Regions from separate parts of the Rattus norvegicus genome. Here region 1 is linked to region 2. Evidence: chromatin contacts called from public HiChIP or PLAC-seq data. All regions are on one chromosome and are shown on one strand. Each heading gives the region's core, a stretch centred on a gene start, on an enhancer-like site or on the middle of the called end of the contact. The rest is flanking DNA. Distances are from core to core; before and after follow the strand shown.

Region 1 (3,638 bases), core at 972-3,471, 120 kb before region 2:
AGGGAAAATCAGCTATTTATAGGCGGTTTTTTCGACTAAAAGTGTCTGCTCAGCGTGCTATGGAATATTTCCAAGAGGTGGGAGAACAGGAAACTATCTAAAATCAACTGGAAGGCTGGAGGAGTGTTATGGGGGAACGATTCTGCAGGGGAGTCCTTTGCAGAAAGCTCGGGTTTCATTTGCAAACAAATGACAGTTACTTTTTCTGACACCCAGAGAAGCTAACTAAACTTCTGCTACTTAATGAGCAAAGAGGAGAGGGGAGCATGAAAAGCCCATGGATTCTTCAAGTATTGTAGTCGGAACTCTTAAAGGAATTTTAAAGGCAAATACTTCTCTCTACACCTAATCCTTGACTGGTGGCATGGTTGCCAGCCAGATGATGCCCACGGAACAGGTAGCAAGCAGGTGGGTTTCTAAGAATAGAATGCAGGTCCCCTTGACTTAACAGTGTCCCGCTGAGATGAGAGGACCTCGAACCTTCGCTTGCCTTTGCTCCTATAAGGACAACAAACAAGAGGGCTAAGTTCATCTGCTTCAGCTTTTACAGGCAGGAAACAATTCCATGAGGTCCGGAGTGCATCCCATAGATTTTTCCTATCACCGTTTGGGTGATCATGGGAACCAAGTATGGTAGAAAGACTTAGGACTTTCTGCCAAGAGACAGCCGGCGGCTGCTGAGGAAAGCTTGGGCTGGCGATGGTTCTTCGGGGAGGACGACCTGAGAGGTACTTTGTGTTCTTCGGGATTCTGCAGACTTGAAAGATGCACCTGGTTTCAGAGATTGGGGAGGTTGGCCGAGGACCTTGTGCAGGAGCAACAGAGGACAAGGCATAGGACCTGCTACCACCACCCTTCAGCTATTATGAAGCTCCTACCTGTCTGCTTGTCGTGGGGGAGACACTCCTCAGAGAACTAGTTAAGACCATAAAGGGTGTGACGGTTGGGTGGCTGAGTTACCTTGTAGACACATCCCACAGTTGCTGCTGTTGATTAAACTCATTCTACTGCTTTGCAAGGACGCCTGGAATAATGTAGTTGGGGGTTGGCGGACTGAAGCTATAAAGGTAAAAAGCAAGGCTCATGCGAATAAACACTTGAAGAGCTAACATTGTTTTCTACCAGCAAACGCTGAACTGTGTGGAACTCTGCTCCACTGAGGCCAAGACACATGGACTGGCTCTTTGCAAACCTCTCACTTAGGCACTCACAAACTTTATGCATTTGGTTGGTAGCTGATAAAGGAACCGTCCGTGCTGTGATTAAGATCTACCATTATCGGACATGGGATAGGGAGAAACAGGGGGTGGGGTGGGGAGGAGGGTTCCTTGTCCATGGAATCAGACATACCTCTTCTAACCTTGTTTCGACGGAGCAGACTAGAAGAGAAAGAAGAGGTCTCGTAATATACGAAACAAAGAGAAGTCACAAAGCATGTCAGTAGCTAGACATGTATCCTTTGAAAACCTTCCACACAGTAGTCTTAATTGATTTCCTAAATTTAGAGCTCAACTTTCTTCCCTAGCACCTAAAACAAATGCAGTCATATCTTCATGCCCATTATACAGATTAAGAAATGATAGCATCGGGTGGAGAGAGATCAGTGATGCAGAAAGCCAGCTTCAAAGCTTGACTCAACACAGGAAAACACTTTTTGATCAGTTATACTCTACTGCCCCCTACAGGAAAGTACATGAGACAATAAGACTTCAGCTCCTTAGAACTGGAGGAACCATGGTTTTAGATTCTAGAGTCACTAGATGTACGTCATCAGAATCTCTTGGGTTGGTGCCAGAAATTCTCACTTTTCAGACTCCTTCAATGTCACTCTTGTCTTGTGCACAAATGTACAGGAGCTATTTCTCCACTGCTACGATGGAGAGACACTGAATGATATAAGACTATTAAAGTGCTTCTTTTACACAGGCGTCCATGGGATATGGGTGCAGTCACTTGCGCCCACGTAGACACCATGTTGTCTCTCGTCAGGTAGTGTTTTGCAGTGCACAGGTCTCAGCTTCTGTGCTGTTGTCTCTTTGTCCTAATGCATATTACCCTACATGTGAGTGTAATTTACATATGCTATATATGTGTCACATCGCATAGCCCTTTGAACCTATAGAGAATATGTCAGTTGTTGTCCTGGTGAAGTGAGGCGAAAGATTCTGACTGCCAAGATGTGGAGGATCCTCAGGAGAAGCATGGGGTCTTCAGATTCCAGACCCTGAGCTCTAAAAGCACTAAGTGTTGGATCTAAAGATCAGATATCCAGAAGCAGATCTGCTCTGCTCTGTTTGTCTTCTTCTGAACAATAATCTACCCCCAGTGAAGCCGTTAGAACACAGAAAGGATCGATCTGTAACAGGAGCCACTTTTTTTTTTTGGACTGGCAAAGAAGAGTTAAAAATCTTATCATGGGGCTAATGAGATGGCTCAGCGGAGAGAGTCACTTGCTGTGCAAGCAGAGAATCTGAGTTCAACCTCTGGAACCCAGAGAGGAAAGAGAGAACACGCTCCTGAAACTTGGCCTCTGATCTCCACCTACATATGTAGCACATGTGAACATGTACCCACACACAGGCACACACACCACATACAAATAGTAAATAACATGAAAATACAGTATGTACTTTGTGGCCACAGAGTTACAAATTGCACATAATTATTTAGCTGACAAGTACATTTGTCTCCTCGAAGCCTTTGAGAGTACAAACATGTTTCACATGTAACCCTCAGATCATCCTTCCATTGCCTCTTGGACCTCATGGCCTCCTAAGAAGGTGAAACACAGGAATAAGCAGGGATTTAAAAAGAGCCTTCAGGCTTCCTCAGAATGTGAGATGCAGCGGGGAAGAGAGAGCCCAGGCTGACAGGCAGGGAGTCCACTTATGTTATCTCTTCTGCGATGACAATCCTTGTCAAGCTATTTCCTTTCGCCATTTAAAGAAAGAGTAAGTAGAACTAAATACGTTCAGAAGTTTCTTTTCTAGGACGGTCACTACGGAAGTAACAGGAAGCTACAGTGTCCGGATTGTCTGGAGGAGACTATGAATGAGGAGGTTTACAAGGAGGAGTTTCTATTATTCAGAAAATGACAATTTAGCAGGAAACAAAAAGAAGACATTAAGGTCCTAGACAGTTAAATCAGGGTATTGGACAATCCTGAAGGCTTATAATAAATTGTGGGTTTTCAAAGGCTGCAGGGGGCAGAAGAAATTTTCTTTCATGGTTGTTGAATAGGTCTTTGAATTAAAAGGACTAGCATTGGCCTGTTGTCACATCAGCCAGGCCATACCTATATTAATAATCTGGAAAGACTGAAAAACTAAGGTAATGACTTTTTTCTAAAACTTGGATCAATGAAAAGAAGAGGGGAGGTTCCTTACCTCATGGCTATTCTTCTGTGGCATTTGTAAAGCAGTCTACTTAAAATAGATCTGATTTCATAAACCAGAGATCAAAGACTTCAAAAGCGTGCGTGCGTTACTGCAGAAGTGTGGGCGGCCAGGTGCCCAGGTGGAGGGGAAGCAGCTTCACACACCTGTGGAGCCTTACTAGGCTTCATAGGTAGCTTTTCCATTTCATAAGCATGGGCTTAGCTTTCCAATTCACTGAGAGCAATGATTATAAACTCTGAG
Region 2 (3,677 bases), core at 422-2,921:
CCATAAAGACGACCACTTTCTAACTCCAAGGGAGCGCTGAGCCGACAGCACTGCCCCCTGGTGGTCTCTTATGTTGTTGCAATGTGATTTAAACCGGTTTCCAACACAAAACGGTTATCAATGTATTCTTATTTGACGGTGACTATTATCTTCCTGTGGGATAGTTAGACATATATAATATCTGTGGTATAAATGAGAAGATTTTAAGTAATGTTAAGCCAGCATGACTTTTATAATTGACAATTTAAAATGGAAGTGAAAGTCTAGATGACATTAAGCAGTTTCTTACTTAATGAACTGCACCCAGAATTAGATGTGACACAGTCAAAATCAAGCTTGAGTGACTTTACTCTACGATTTTGAAGTGTAAGTTTTCTGCTGAGGCAGGAGGATTGCCATGTGTCACAGGCCATGTGTCTAAAAGCTTGGACTCTGCTCCCTGATGGCAAGCCTATGTCTTAAGTGTTTCCTGAAAGTTAATAGTTAGAATACACTAGTGCTAGCCAACAGGAATATAAAATGAAGCACACATATGCATTAAATATCGTAATTAGTACTTTAAAGTTAGACTTCATAAAGTTAGACACTTATTTCCTAATATATAATACTCTATGAGTAAATAAAATTAAAAAACTATTGAAATCTTTTATTTCCTTGTTAAGTTTTTGCCATGTAGTATTTTACATCTCAGCTTGGCCTGGCGTCACATCTAGGGTGGGCGGTCACTGTGGCCGGCATTGACTGAGGAGTTGCAGAGCTGGGGACTCATTACTTTTGGCAAATATACCCCTCAGGGGCGCTGTATTCCTCTGCCATAAAGAAACACCGTTATAGCCTTCTTGTGACATTGGCTGTCACTGACTGTAGGTGTCTATACCATCAGTGTATGTTTAAAGGTCTCAACATGTGACATCACTTTAACGATATGTCTTCAGTGATTGGCTGGAACAAGTTCACAGGGAGAAACATCACATCGACCTCCCCGGTCACTTGAGATGGTTTGTGTGAGGGGCAGACTCAGCGTTGGATTTCCTTCATTTGCTGGCGTTGAAAAGAATTTGTCTCTGGGCCCGCTTTCTAATCTCAGTGACAACGTTTTATTTTCCGGACTTACATATTTTAAGAACTATGCCGGGCTTTGATCTATTACAGTTGTTTCTGTCACTGTTCAACCTTTCTGGTCTCTTGTCCCCGAGAGCTCAGTACCAAGCAGCCTGTGGCAGCTTCCTTAGGCTCCTGTTTCCCCTTCCCAAACCCCTCCCCTCGACTGAATCCATCACTCTTCCATGAATCCGTGTCAGGCCCAACGTGGGGCAGAGAGCATGGTCTCATTGAGAGGGTCTAAGCACCTTAAATCTTTCTCAGAACAGAAAATAGGAAACACTTATCTAATAAAACAACTTTCATGAGCTCATGGTGCGTCTTACACAGACTCAAGCGAAGAGCTGTTTTTTAAATCTGTACTCCTTTTTCGTTTGCCAGTTTTCAGTGTTCTGATGATGACGCTATTCACTCGACCGGACGCACACCACCGCGACAGTAGATCCTGACATCCCCGAGAGGGATGATGGCAGTCAGCTCACAATTCCTTGCAGTGTGTTGGGCCTAAGCTTGGTGAGCTTGGGCTGTGCGAGTCGCCTGTTATTTTTTAAGTCTCTTGGAATCCTCCTCTTAGCCTTGCTGCGCCACCTACTGGACAGACACGTAGACACGTACAGTGCACTCGTTTTATTGTTGATGCTTACAGATTGCTTCCAATTTAATCTTGTTTCGTGATGATGTGAAGCTTTATGCGATGCTAAAGTAAAATTTACAAAATGAATCTGGTGCTCATTTTTCTCTTATTTATTCTGGCTGCTTCCTCTTCCAGAAGGTACAGTTTTATTTTTAAATGCTGTGAAGTCTTTCTATGAACATATTAATACATTGCTATATCACACTAATTCCTATCTGTATGTTTCATTCTCCCTCATTAGATGAGTAATAGCATATTTTACAGATCCCCATCTACCTAGAAAAGTGTGTGTGTGTGTGTGTGTGTGTGTGTGTGTGTGTGTATCTATCTATCTATCTATCTATCTATCTATCTATCTATCTATCTATTAAGGTATACATAGCACATGTATGGTAACTTGACCTGGTAGGTTTGACTTTCTTTATATTAGGCAATCTGAACATTAAGTTTTTGAAAACAGGTGAAGTCAACTGTTTTAAACATATCACTGTTAGTTGCTTCTGTACAGAGACAGGATGGCTGTCCACACAGATCCACAGCTCTGTATATGTACCCGATACTGGCCTTTTACTATGTGAGAGATGTCACACCATAGGCGGCTCTGAGATCTATGGCTGCCTCTTCTCTTATTAGGACACAAACACAGTTTACAAACACAGTAGTCTCCTTTTATCTATGACTCATTTTCCTGTTGGTTCAGTTACCCATAGTCAAACATAGGCCAAAAAACATTAAACAGAAAATTCCCAAAATACATTTCCTAAGTTTATAATGAGGTATTATGCTAAGCACTGCAATTAAACCAATCCTTTGTCTCCTGACTCCATCCAGTCAGGGGCATGAGTCACTCTTTAGCATAGGTTACAGGTTATTTACACTGTATAATCTGCTTGCTTCCTGTCAGCAGACAAAGGAGAGAGAAATAAATATGAATATGTTTCTGCACTTTGGTTATTATTACTATTTATCTTTTACTATGTTTAGGTTCATGACTCAACTTCATCCTTGCTATATGTACAGGAAGAGAGTGCAGTATGTCTAGACTTCGATGGTGCCCATGGATCCAGCAGGGACCTTGGAACGTAGTCCTATGGCTAAGGGATCTTCTTTCGTAGCCTTTCCCCAACACATGCCTCCTGGGCCTTTCTTCTTCCTCCTCATCTACCTGGCCTTTCTCTCCCCCCTAAGCCATCTTCCTGCCCCATTTGGATTCTATTTCTAGTAGTTGTTCCTTAACATGGAGGTTGGTCAGGGGAGATGTGTGCTGAGTCCCATTTCAGTGTCTGTTGAGCTCCAGCTCAGATGGTTCTCTACGTCCGCCCACACACCAGAGCCGCTCCCCTCAGACTGAACGTCTAAGCTTTGTGGTGACAGCTTTGATGAATTTCATTTCTCTGTCTCTTCCTTTTGACTTCTGTGACACATTATGAGAAACCACTCAAGCCTTAATATAACTAGCAGTTCATGCAACCTGCAAATATTTAAGAAACACACACTTGGTTCAAAGGGATGCAATGTAGCATTTCGGTACCGCTGAGTCGGCCATGGGGTTTTGTTTTCTGCTGTTCTGGTTACTTTGTCTCCACGGAGCTGTTTGGGAAAGTAAAGATTCTTGTCACGTTGGCATTATTTTCCAGACGAAGGAGCCAAATCAACTTCCTCTAGAAGAACCGCGGTCTTACCATTGCATCTGCGCTCCTGCTTCACTCTAGCTTGCTTTCTGACGCACTTCAGATGCCCTTCCATTTATAGGGGGTGGTAGCCCATTAAACCACCGAGAATATAACCCGAAAGTAGGTTTACACTCTTAACTTCCCAGTCAGCTTGACCTCCTCTTCCTTAAAGTACACAGAGTATTGGGGCTGGGGATTTAGCTCAGTGGTAGAGCGCTTACCTAGGAAGCGCAAGGCCCTGGGTTCGGTCCCCAGCTCCGAAAAAAGAA

The links. HiChIP or PLAC-seq counts read pairs in DNA pulled down with a chosen protein or histone mark.
Region 1: an H3K27ac HiChIP or PLAC-seq map of oligodendrocytes shows a contact between it and region 2, with 13 times the contacts expected there. The contact joins two enhancer-like sites. A contact is called at or near these places in 5 of 12 Hi-C or Micro-C datasets (the A7r5 cell line, Schwann cells, frontal cortex and 2 more) and 1 of 1 datasets of contacts at active chromatin or transcription factors (oligodendrocytes).

Annotation. Positions count from the first base shown.
Region 1 is chr9:117,867,569-117,871,206 of GRCr8, reverse strand. All of the region lies in intron 3 of Dlgap1 (DLG associated protein 1), which reads right to left. Among named protein-coding and RNA genes, the nearest start is that of Dlgap1, 260 kb to the right of the region's middle. Within about 2 kb of position 2,221, at least 5 of the 93 cell types and tissues checked have an H3K27ac peak or open chromatin away from gene starts, as enhancers often do.
Region 2 is chr9:117,750,460-117,754,136 of GRCr8, reverse strand. All of the region lies in intron 2 of Dlgap1 (DLG associated protein 1), which reads right to left. Among named protein-coding and RNA genes, the nearest start is that of Dlgap1, 140 kb to the right of the region's middle. Within about 2 kb of position 1,671, at least 6 of the 93 cell types and tissues checked have an H3K27ac peak or open chromatin away from gene starts, as enhancers often do.